2 separate regions of the Muntiacus reevesi genome follow, and region 1 is linked to region 2. The links are chromatin contacts, called in public Hi-C maps. All regions are on one chromosome and are shown on one strand. Each heading gives the region's core, a stretch centred on a gene start, on an enhancer-like site or on the middle of the called end of the contact. The rest is flanking DNA. Distances are from core to core; before and after follow the strand shown.

Evidence for each region. Hi-C and Micro-C count contacts between places; a contact is called where the count stands out from the background.
Region 1: a Hi-C map of muscle shows a contact between it and region 2, with 5 times the contacts expected there. The contact joins the promoter of CXXC1 here to the promoter of C4H18orf32 in region 2. A contact is called at or near these places in 2 of 3 Hi-C or Micro-C datasets (blood and muscle).

Annotation. Positions count from the first base shown.
Region 1 is chr4:47,589,201-47,595,022 of mMunRee1.1, reverse strand. It overlaps CXXC1 (CXXC finger protein 1), which reads left to right and starts at 2,894. Exons shown (of 14, transcript XM_065932731.1): 1 at 2,894-3,111; 2 at 3,934-4,052; 3 at 4,155-4,255; 4 at 4,517-4,752; 5 at 4,837-5,022; 6 at 5,505-5,750. The coding sequence starts at 3,109.
Region 2 is chr4:46,819,569-46,825,159 of mMunRee1.1, reverse strand. It overlaps C4H18orf32 (chromosome 4 C18orf32 homolog), which reads left to right and starts at 2,465. Exons shown (of 3, transcript XM_065932683.1): 1 at 2,465-3,963. RPL17 (ribosomal protein L17) reads left to right here. Exons shown (of 7, transcript XM_065932682.1): 6 at 927-1,118; 7 at 2,157-2,351. The coding sequence ends at 2,204. LOC136168090 (small nucleolar RNA SNORD58) reads left to right here and starts at 1,168; the gene lies at 1,168-1,231.

The DNA of each region.
Region 1 (5,822 bases), core at 1,645-4,144, 770 kb before region 2:
AGTTTTCAGTCCCTGGGTTGGGAAGATCCCCTGGAGGAGGGCATGGCAATCCACTCCAGTATCCTTGCCTAGAGGGTCCTATGAACAGAGGGGTGTGGCGGGCTACAGTCCATAGGATCGCAAAGAGTCAGACACAACTGAAGTGACTGAAAGTTCAACTCAGTTCAGTCACTCAGTCATGTCCAACTCTTTGCGACTCCATGAACCACAGCTTCCATGAACTCCATGAACACCAGGCTTCCCTGTCCATCACCAACTCCCAGAGTGTACCCAAACTCATGTCCATTGAGTTGGTGATGCCATCCAACCATCTCATCCTCTGTCGTGCATGCATGCATGCATGCAATTAAATTTAAAATTCAATTATATTGCCTTAAATGGACACAACTGAGCGACTGAACTGAACTGAAACTTATAAGGTTCCCTTAAACGGGAAATGAATAGTCATTCTGGCTTTGAATGTGGATATGAGGACATTTATAATGACCACAACCTCCCCTTTCAGGCTGTGTATGTGTTGGGGGGAGGGGTTGTACTGACACTTTGTATCTTATTTGATTTTCATGGTTGCCCATGTTAGCGCATTACCCTGAGGAAACGTCTGCCTCTCCAGTCTGAGGATCTTTTGTTATACATTACATAAATTAAAAAAAAATTTTTTTAAACTTTAAATTAAATTTATGGGAGAGAAAACTGAATACATATGAAACAAGAGAACCCAAGTGGACATCGCCAGGAAGTGGGCATAATCTACACTGGTGGTGGGTGTTTGCTAGGGAGCAGTAGGGATAGGATGGGTTTAAACCAGTGAGTTTTGTTTTGCAGAAAGTTGCAGCCACTAGATGTTTCAAAAAGGTTATAGTGCATTCCAGTCAAAAGATACTACTGTGAGAGCAAGTAACCGAGTGCCTACTTACTTGCAGTTTTGGGCAAACTAGCCTAACCTTTGCTTCATTATAATGATCATGCCTCCCTCCATGCTGAACTTAAAAATGCCCCCAGGGACACAGTGCTTTGAGAACTATCTCCTTGTCTCCTTCCTTGTCACAAGTAACAAATAATAAATGCTTCTGCTTTATTATCTGTTTATTACTTGTGACAAGGAAGTTCTTAATGTGCTTATCAGCTAAATAACCCAAATGTGTCTAGTCAAGGGAAGACTTGATGAAGCTGGTGGTTGCTGATTTAAAAATCTACTTTGGTCCAGCCATTCTCACCAGAGATGATCAGGTCACCATCGTATATGGCCTTCAGTTGTTGCCTAATTCTGATGGATGAGTGCTGTTGTAGAAGCCCAGAGGCTGAATCATCAGGTAGGCCTGGCTAAGGCACTGCTGGGAGGAGTGAGCTGCAAAGAGTGGTGGGAGGTGTCAACACAATCAATAAACAATCTACATTAAAGAACAGAAGAGACTTTCATCTGAACCAAGCTGAGGACTGGCCCAGGAGCGCAGCAGCCTCCACTAAGGAAGAAAGCACTCTAGAGAAGCATAGTTTTCAACAGTTTTATACAGCATCAGAAAAAAGAACATATTAATACATCAAACATGGCAGAGGTACGTTCCTTCAAGGTTTCAACAGCCATGTGTAGTTACAAATTAGCAGACACATAGTGAGTGAACATGACCTTGGCATGTGGGACAGGAACCTTATCCTCCAAGGAGTGCTGGCATTGGTGTCACAGGAATAATAAGGGACAGAATGAAGGGACAAAAATAGGTGATTAAGTAGTTAATCCCCCCTGTAGGGGATTCTAAGTAGAAAAATATGGGAAACTCCTGTAAGTGGATAATTACTGGAGAAAGCAGGTTTGCTTCACCACAAAAGGGAGGCATTTCTCCCTATCGGAAAGTGGGCATTCCGAAGGAGTCTTTTGGGCCTAGAAAAGAAAACAACAGTCTCAAAGGCCCTTGTTGAATCATCTAACTTGGGAGAAAACAAAACAGAACTTTAGTTCCACCCTGATGCTCCAGGTCTGTTGCATCCATCTGGGACTTATCACCCCCTGTTCGGAAACCTTCCACCCCCTACACCTGCCCAGAAGACTTGTCACCCCCTGCCCAACTACAAATGTCATCTCAACTAAAGGAATACTCAAAATTTCCCGCCTGATTAACGTTTCCCTTATCGCTTCCACAAACCTCCCTATAAATATGGAGCCTCCATCTCAGCGCTCAGCCTGGTGGTTAAGCCGACTGTCGCCCCTCCTTGCCTGAATAAAGGTTGACGTCCTCTTTCCTTTTCTGACTCGCCGGAACTATACCTTACACATTCGCTAATCCCCGTGGTTAGAACAAATGTACAACGTGTACTTGACAGATCATAAGTCAGGCTGTTCCAGTTTTACATAAAGTTTAGGCCAAATCAGATATAAGCCTGACTGGGCTTCCCCTGCCCCTAATAGGCAAAAATTTCCTTAGAGGTAATGTGGGAGGCATAACGACGGGACTGCTTTCCTTCCTAGCATAAGGCACACAGTATACAGACGTCCATTAGTAGACGCGGAAAGGAAACATGACTGAATAGTGGAAAGACTGACTCAATCCAGGTAGTGTTCCTAAAAGCAGGCCCGCTTCCCTATAGACATCTAGGCAGTACCAGCTGCTGGCACCAGAATCCACCGGCAAGATGGCGGCGCCCTCTCGGTGGCCGATTGGGACGCTGCCACTGAGCGTACGATTCCACGATGGCGGCGTCAGCATGGAAGTCGCGCAGTAGGGGCGACCATATTGCCTAAACTTAGCGGCCGTACAGGTAGTGGCTTTACGGACTAGGCCGGCAGGCAAGATGGCGGCGCCCATGGTAAAGATGAACTACGGGCGCCGCCATGTTTCCCGAGAACACACGGACTCGGCTGCCGTACGGTCTCAGTAGTCAAGATGGCGGCACCTCGGAGACCGTCAGAGCTCTAGCCGGGCGAAGACAACTTGTGTGTCGCGGAACCGACGCACTGGGCCTGCGCAGTAGGAGTACGGTGCCTGGTAGGCACCAGGAAAAGCGGAAGTGCTTGTGGGCGCCTTTGCAACGGCCGCGGACGCCGCCGAGTGGTCTGTGCAGGTTCGCGGGTCGCTGGCGGGGTTCGCGAACGGGTGCGTCGGAAGCCGAGAGATGGTAAGTGCGCGGTCCCAGGAGGGAGTCGGCGGTTAGAGGTCAGTGAGGTAGGAAATGGTGGAGTCCATTGGTAGGCTCGTGGGGGTCTGTGGTGATCCATAACCAGGGACTGTAGGCAGAATGGGGGAGGGGGGAGGGTCTGTTGTGAGCCTTAACCACGGTCCCTGGGTAGAATGACGGGGTCTGATGGTCCGAATTTTTACTCGTGGGGGAACCATCGGGGAGTTCTCTGATGAGCCATCATGGGGGTCTGTAATGGAAGTTTAGCGGGGATCCCTGATGGTAGTGCCTTGAGGGTCCCGATGGGGGATTCTTTGTGCAGAGTGATGGGGGGAGTTTCGACGAGTTGTGTTGGGGCAGTCTGGAGGGAGCCGTGATGAGTCCGTATCGGGGATCCAGGGGGGCGGGGCCGCCGGTGAGGTTGATCACTCCGGAATCTTAAGGGCACCGTGCTGGGAAGTCTGCCGAATGAATAAAGTGGTGCCTATGAGAGCCTTTGATGGGGCACCCGTGAAGAGCCATGACAGGGACAAAATGTGGGGGGTGGCAGGGTGTTTGCAGCGAGCCATTATATGAGTGGGTGTCTAGTGATGGGGGTGTCAGTGGGGTAAGTGACTGGAAAGTCTGAGACAAGAGTGAAGAAGCAGAGTAATGAGGTGTCATGGGTGAGCGATGGGGAGTGGTCTACAGGGACTCCGATGGAGAGATTTAATGAGGAGCTCTGGTGGGAAGTCTGCACTGGGAGACTTGAGATGTGTGGTGAGCCATGATGGGCCTGTACTAGTAGGATGAGGTGCCATGATGGGGGGGCGGGTCCCACAGGAGGGCGACGCTTCAGATCCAGAGCCTCCAGACGCCGGGGAGGACAGCAAGTCCGAGAATGGGGAGAATGCGCCCATCTACTGCATCTGCCGCAAACCAGACATCAACTGCTTCATGATGTGAGCCCGGGAGAGGCGGGCGGGACGGACACCTGGCCTGGTGGGGTGAGGCCAGTGGGTCCCGCCCCTCACGTCTCCCATCACTCGCCTCATCCTCCGCAGCGGGTGTGACAACTGCAATGAATGGTTTCACGGGGACTGCATCCGGATCACTGAGAAGATGGCCAAGGCCATCCGAGAGTGGTACTGTCGGGAGTGCCGAGGTGAGGGGCAGGCAGCTGGGGCTTCGAGGGAGGAAGAGGAGCCTTCATGGGAGGGTGGGTCGTGGGGAGCAGTGGATGGGTGGCCGTGAGCAGAGTGACTGCGGGTCGGTGCCCTGTGAGCTATGATAGAAGGGGCAGCTCTGCCTTGCAGTAGGGAGACAGAGCCGGTGGGTGGGCCAGAAGAGGGAGGAAGAAAGAGTTCTGGGGCCCCTCGAGGTCCCCCCATGCCAACCCCCACTGGCCCTGCCCTCTGCCCCACAGAGAAGGACCCCAAGCTGGAGATCCGCTACCGGCATAAGAAGTCGCGGGAGCGAGATAGCTCCGAGCGAGACGGCAGTGAGCCCCGGGATGAGGGTGGAGGGCGCAAGAGGCCTGCCCCGGATCCGGACCTGCAGCGCAGGCCAGGGGCAGGGACAGGGGTTGGGGCCATGCTTGCTCGGGGATCCGCTTCGCCCCACAAATCCTCTCCACAGCCCCTGGTGGCCACGCCCAGCCAGGTGAGTGGCGGCGATGGCTGGGATCGGTGAGGGGCTCCCCTCCGAGGCCCTGCTTGGTTCCTGAGTTCCGGGCCCCTCCGCCAGCATCACCAGCAGCAGCAGCAGCAGCAGCAGGTCAAACGATCAGCCCGCATGTGTGGCGAGTGCGAGGCCTGCCGGCGCACGGAGGACTGTGGCCACTGCGACTTCTGCCGAGACATGAAGAAGTTTGGGGGCCCCAACAAGATCCGGCAGAAGTGCCGGCTGCGTCAGTGCCAGCTTCGGGCCCGGGTGAGCATGGGCAGAGCTGGGCGGGGTCAGGCGGGGGGCCAGCGTGTCCAGGAAGAGCCGGCAGGGGCAGGCAGGGTGGGGTCTAACCGCGTTCAGACAGGTGGCAAGCGGCCTGTCCTGTCCAGATGAGCAGGGTGTGACCAGATGAGCCGGGCTGGCAGGGGAGCCCCCACCCCCAGGTCGACAGGGTAGGACCAGGCATTTCTAGGTGGTCGGGCCTGGCTGGGGCAGGGTGTCCTGCTGCTGAGCTGCGGGCAGGCTGGTGTGTCTGGGGAGGTGAGGCAGGGCTGGTGCGTGTGGTCAGGCACTTGGCAGGGCGAGGGCAGGGCCCCCCTCCCTCCACCTGGGGCTGACCTGGGCCTTCCTCCTGCCGGCACAGGAATCGTACAAGTACTTCCCTTCCTCGGTGAGTCCAGCCCCCCAGGGCGGGCGGGGCATGCGGGCAGGGCGGTCAGGGCCAGTCCTGAGATTCTGCCCCGCAGCTCTCGCCGGTGACGCCCTCAGAGTCCCTGCCAAGGCCTCGCCGGCCTCTGCCCACCCAGCCGCAGCCGCAGCCGTCGCAGAAGCTGGGGCGCCTCCGAGAGGACGAGGGGGCAGTGGCATCTGCGGCAGTCAAGGAGCCACCGGAGGCCACGGCGACACCCGAGCCGCTCTCGGACGAGGACCTCCCACTGGACTCTGAGCTGTACCAGGACTTCTGTGCAGGGGCCTTCGATGACCACAGCCTGGTGAGCAGGCAGAGCGTCCCATGGTGGAAGGGTCAGTCCAGTTGAGTTCAGTTGCTCAGTCGTGTCGGACTC
Region 2 (5,591 bases), core at 1,216-3,715:
TTTCAATTTCCAACAGGAAAAAATTTTTGTTTATACAGCGTTTCAGGAGCGCGGTCTGCAGTAATTTCAAGCCTAAGACTCTAGAATTACCCCCCCTACACACACACACACACAGAGACATAATGCCAGTACATGCAAGAGAGATGCTTTTTTTTTTCCTTGAGTATTTTACCAAGGGTTTGTAATCTTGTGCTGTAAAGGTTAGTGCTCAGTGGTGTCCAGCTCTGCGGCCCCATGGACTGTAGCCTGCTAGGATCATCTGTCCATGGAGTTCTCCATGCGAGAATGCTGGAGTGGGATTGAACCAGGTGTCCTGCATTGCAGGCAGATTCTTTACCATCTCAGCCACCAGGGAGGCCTTTTTTATACTGAGGTTTGTGAACCCCTTCACAGGGTATATTTAAATACAAATAAATACAGTTAGAAAGGAATCATATGATTGGCCTGTGGTTTGTTGCCTACATTCATAATGGAGAGATGTTAAATTTCAGAGGTCAAAACAGCAGTATGTAATTGAACAAATCCTATGCCAACTAAACAAATTTATCCATTTGAGCAGTTATCCTTTACCATTTTGCATTTGGAAAACTGGGTTAGAACTGGAATTAGTGTAGGTCTGTTAGCTGTAGCCCTTCTAGCTGCTAAGCCTTGCTGTCAAAATCAAGCTTAGATATAGATCCTTTGAGATTCTTGTAACTCTGCTCCCTAATGAATACCACTTATAAAATAGGGGCAATTACCAGCACTGAATTTTGGTAATTACTTAGATTTAAGGGAGGGAACTTAGAATGAAATTTTAAATAAAAATAAATGTGCTATTTAAAGTCATAAGGACTTGAGTGATACAGTTTGTGGTGTTAAGATAAAGGTGTTACCTGATTTAAAATTTTTTTTAAATGTTACATGATTTTGCTCCCTTTTCCCAGGGCTTAGATGTAGATTCTCTGGTCATTGAGCACATCCAAGTGAACAAAGCCCCCAAGATGCGGCGCAGGACTTACAGAGCTCACGGTCGGATCAACCCCTACATGAGCTCTCCCTGCCACATTGAGATGATCCTTACTGAAAAAGAACAGATTGTTCCTAAACCAGAAGAGGAGGTTGCACAGAAGAAAAAGGTAAATTACTTGGTCTCTGCTCTGTTTCACTTGGTGTATTAGATTGTGGTTGCTGTGATGACTAACTTAGGACACCTTTGGAATAACCATGAAAGGAAGCTATTCTGAGCAACCACCAACCTCTTATAATCATTTTATTTTGGCTTTCATAAGTCTCATTAGTTTTTTTTTAATCTTGGAAGATTTTTATTTTAATTGGAGGCCAATTACTTTACATTATTGTGGTTTTTTGCCATACATTCACATGAATCAGCCATGGGTGTACATGTGTTCCCCATCCTGACCCTCCCTCCCCACCCCATCCCTCGAGGTCATCCCAGTGCACCAGCCCTGAGCACCCTGTCTCATGCATCAAACCTGCACTGGCGATATATTTCATGTATGATAATATATGTGTTTCAGTGCTATTCTCAAATCATCCCACCCTTGCCTTCTCCCAGAGTCCAAAAGTCTGTTATTTACATCTGTGGCTCTTTTGCTGTCTCGAATATAATAGCTGAGTAATATTCCATTGTGTATATGTACCACAGCTTTCTTATCCTCATTAGTTTCTTAACAGCGAGTGGGAATTTCGTATTGTTCAGTGTGTTAAAACTGTGTGATTATATGCTGATGTCCACACCTAGATGGCCATGACCACTTCAGATGTAATTTATCTGGAACAGGGCACCCCCTCCCTGCAGCCCCTATCTCCAAGAAATATAAATGATTATATTTAGTTCTTTAGCCTGGAGCCCGGGGATGACTCAAATCCTAATGAATCTGTCTTCTGTTGATTTTCTCATATTATCCTCCATCCTTTTTTGCCACTTGGTTCTTTCCAGCTGGGCTGCCAGCCTGTAGTCTTCATTCTCTTCTTAATGCTCTAATTTCTTCCTGGCTGCCTTTCTCTCCATGCCACTTCTCTGTGCCAAAGGACTCATTCCCTTTATGATGAAATTTCCGATTACCTTCATTGAGATACAACTTCCTCTTTAAGATGTGTGTTTCTCCTGGAATCATTCTTCTAATAGTGCTTTTATTTTTCCTTTACCCCAGATATCCCAGAAGAAACTGAAGAAACAAAAACTTATGGCCCGGGAATAAATGCCGCAGAAAATAAATGCAAATAAAAGTAAAAGTGTTGGTTGTCTTAATTAGTAAATGTATTTCAAGTGTTAACCACAAAATGGATCAAATGATTATTTATGTTAATAAACAGGCTCTTTGCATCTTTTGGTACTTCATATAAAATGGAATTGAGAACATGGGAAAATTTCTGACTCTTTTCCACCTACTTTTTTTTAACTTAAAGCACCCTAAGTCTGCTACTGAAATAGCATTTACTGTATTTAGTTATGCATCCATAACTGGGGTTTTAGAGGCTTTTCAGTATCCCAAAGAGAAACCTTAGCAGTGGTTGACTGTCTCCTCCTAACCCAATCCAGCCCTGAGCTTATACTTATGTTGATTTGCCTATTCTGGACTTTTCATCTAAATCACAATGCTTTGACTTAGCATGTTTTTTTTTTCAGGGTTTTTGTTCTGGCGTGAGGTGTTAGCTTCATTGGTGTCCTCCTCTATACAACCTCAGGGACTAGCCTGCCAGGCTCCTCTGTCCATTGGATTATCCCAGCGAGAATACCGGAATGGGTTTCCTCCAGGGGATCTTCTGACCCAGGGATTGAATTTAGTGAACATCGGAGGACCTGCAGGACTCCTAAAACAGTAGCATTTACTGTGCCACCTGCAATATGTGTGTTAGCTGCCCAGTCGTGTCCGACTCTGACCCCACGGACTGTAGCTTGTCAGGCTTATTTGTCCGTGGAATTCTCCAGGCAAGAATACTGGAGTGGACTGCCATTCCCTTCTCCAGAGGAACTTTCCAACCCAGGGATTGAAGCCTGGTCTCCTGCGTTGCAGGCAGGTTCTTTACTGTTTGAGCTACCACAATGTAGGATCAGTCAAAGTTGCTCAGTCGTGTCCGACTCTGCGACCCCACAGACTACAGTCCATGGAATTCTCCAGGCCAGAACACTGGAGTGGGTAGCCGTTCCCTTCTCCAGGGGATCTTCCCAATCCAGAGATCAAACCCAGGTTTCCCGCAATGCGGGCAGATTCTTTACCAGCTGAGCTACCAGGGAAGCCCAGGAGCAATCAAAGCCTAGCTGATAGCAGCTGTCCCAGTGGGAGTTGAAGTGGTACGGCCATTGTTTGTAAGATAAATCCCTCGAAATCGACTTGAATGTTAATTTTCCGTGCTCTGGAATTTAAGACCCTTGTAGCAGGTCTTAAAATGGGGAAGGAAGTGGCAACCCACTCCGGAATTCTTGGCCGGGAAATCCTACGGACAGGATACTGGCCGGCTACAGTCCATTGGGTCGCAAAAAGTCGGAGACCTAGCGACTAAAGAGGATGAGCTCAGTCACAGCTGCATTCGAAAACATGCTAGCCGTCACTGTGAAGCAAGCTTTCACACAGGTGGTGAGCCGCTCGCAAAGGCGCCATCCTCCGGGCCCAGCGTCGTGGGTGTTGCTCGGCGACGGAGCACCTGAGAAAGCGAGTGCTTCCACCTCGCCGGCAGGCTCGAGTGACTGCCGCAGCCGCGCCGGAAGTCGTCCACGCCCCCGGCGGGCGACCCGTTACGTCCGGCGCGTCGTCAGGCTGACGCATGCGCGCCTTTGTCGGCCCCTCCTGCGGTACCATTGGCTCGGCTCGGCGCGTCCCCGCGACCCTACTTCCGGAAGCGTGGATACTGCCCCTGAGACTTGATCGTCGCCGGTGAGCCGGGCCGGGTAGTGGCCTGGGGGATCGGGGCGGCGTGGGCGGTGGCCTCGGTGCGCAGCGCGGTTCTCCTGCCCTCACGGTACAGCAGCCCCCAGCCCCGCGCGTCTGCCTCCCGCCCACCTCGCCCTTTGCCTGCCCTGCGCCCGCGTCCACCCGCTCCTGCCTCCTCTTACTCCGGATCCGCTCTCTGGCCTGAACTGTCGGTATCACTTTTTATTATCGTCACCCCCTTTTCGCTCTTCCTCTCTCCTCTCTCTCAGTCCTTACCTTTGACTCGGCCTGTCCCGCTCTCTTTTGTCTCCAGACCGATTTCTGGAGGACTGATTCCTTCCAGGAGCAGACGTTCCCCCTCCTCAGCTGCTGCCTGTTCTCAAAGAGCGTTAGCTATTTCTTGTCCATCGTATTGGACTGAGTCGAGTGAAAGAAATTCCTCTCCTCCAGCAGTTTCGATCCATTTATCTCACTGTGTTGTAATATTCGATAATTGGCTTGGAGACAGTAAATGAAATTATTTTTTATTAACTTATCATAGCCACCTCTAGACCTTTCTTAAGCCACAGTTTCTAGGCCTTTCTAAGCCATAATTATGACAGAAGTAACTAGTAGTAATTGTTCTTGAGAATTTATTTAAAACAATTTCAAGTAGGTTAGAAACGTGAATCTTTATGATGGAACGCTTGCAAGTCATCGTATTATCCTGGTGCTCGGTAGCATTGCCAGTTGTTTTGAAGGGTTTCGTTTTTTAAAGTGTTAGAAAGGGGAATATCATGATGATTGTGTGTTTTGGGAAGGGGAAATGCAAGAGCGTTTAGCTAGGAAACTAGAATTAGGAGTTCTGGTTTTAGCCAGCTCTAGTTACCTAAAGTGTGGGCTTTGGACAGGTTCCAATTTTTTAATCTGTTTTGGGGTTTTTTTCTTTTAGTAACAACATTTAGATAGTGCTTACCATATGCGGACACTGTTCTGAGGTCTGTATTCCTATTGTCTAGTCCACACTACATCCCTTTGATATAGATACTAATATATATCTTCTTTTCACACATGGAAGAATTAAGGCACTGTCTGGTCAAGTAACGTGCTCAGGAACACTGTCTAGAAAATAATGAAAGCAGGTCTCAAATCCAGGCAGCTCCCCTGGTTCCTGCTTGATTATTAGGCTGTGGTACTTGTAAGACCTAAACCAATCTGAAGCTCTTCAGATGAGATTCTAAAAGTCTATTAGCCCAAAATATTCCTTGTAAAATGCTGAAAAAGACTCTTGCTTCTTTGCTTTATTTTGATCAGAGGATATGTTCTTTAAAAGTTTGGAGCAAAATATTTTTGGCAAATTCCTAAATTATTTTAATTTGGCTGGCACATGTGTGCGCTCACTTGGCTTCAGTTGTGTCTGACTTTGTGACCCTGTGGACCATAGCCTGCCAGGCTCCATTGTCCACGGGATTCTCCAGGCAGAAATACTGAAATGGGTTGCTGTGCCCTCTCCAGGGGGTCTGCCTGCTCGAGATCCAGCCTGTGTCTCTTCCATCTCCCGCCTTTGCAGGCAGTTTCTTTACCACCACTCGTGCCTCCTGAGACTAGAGGACTGTTTTCTTTAGTTATGAATCCTTTGTAAAATAGTGGTCATTCCCTGATGTACATGTACATTTTTATTTCAGATTGGATTATCTATATCATTCCTCGCTTGTGTTGTGAATCATTTTAAATTGC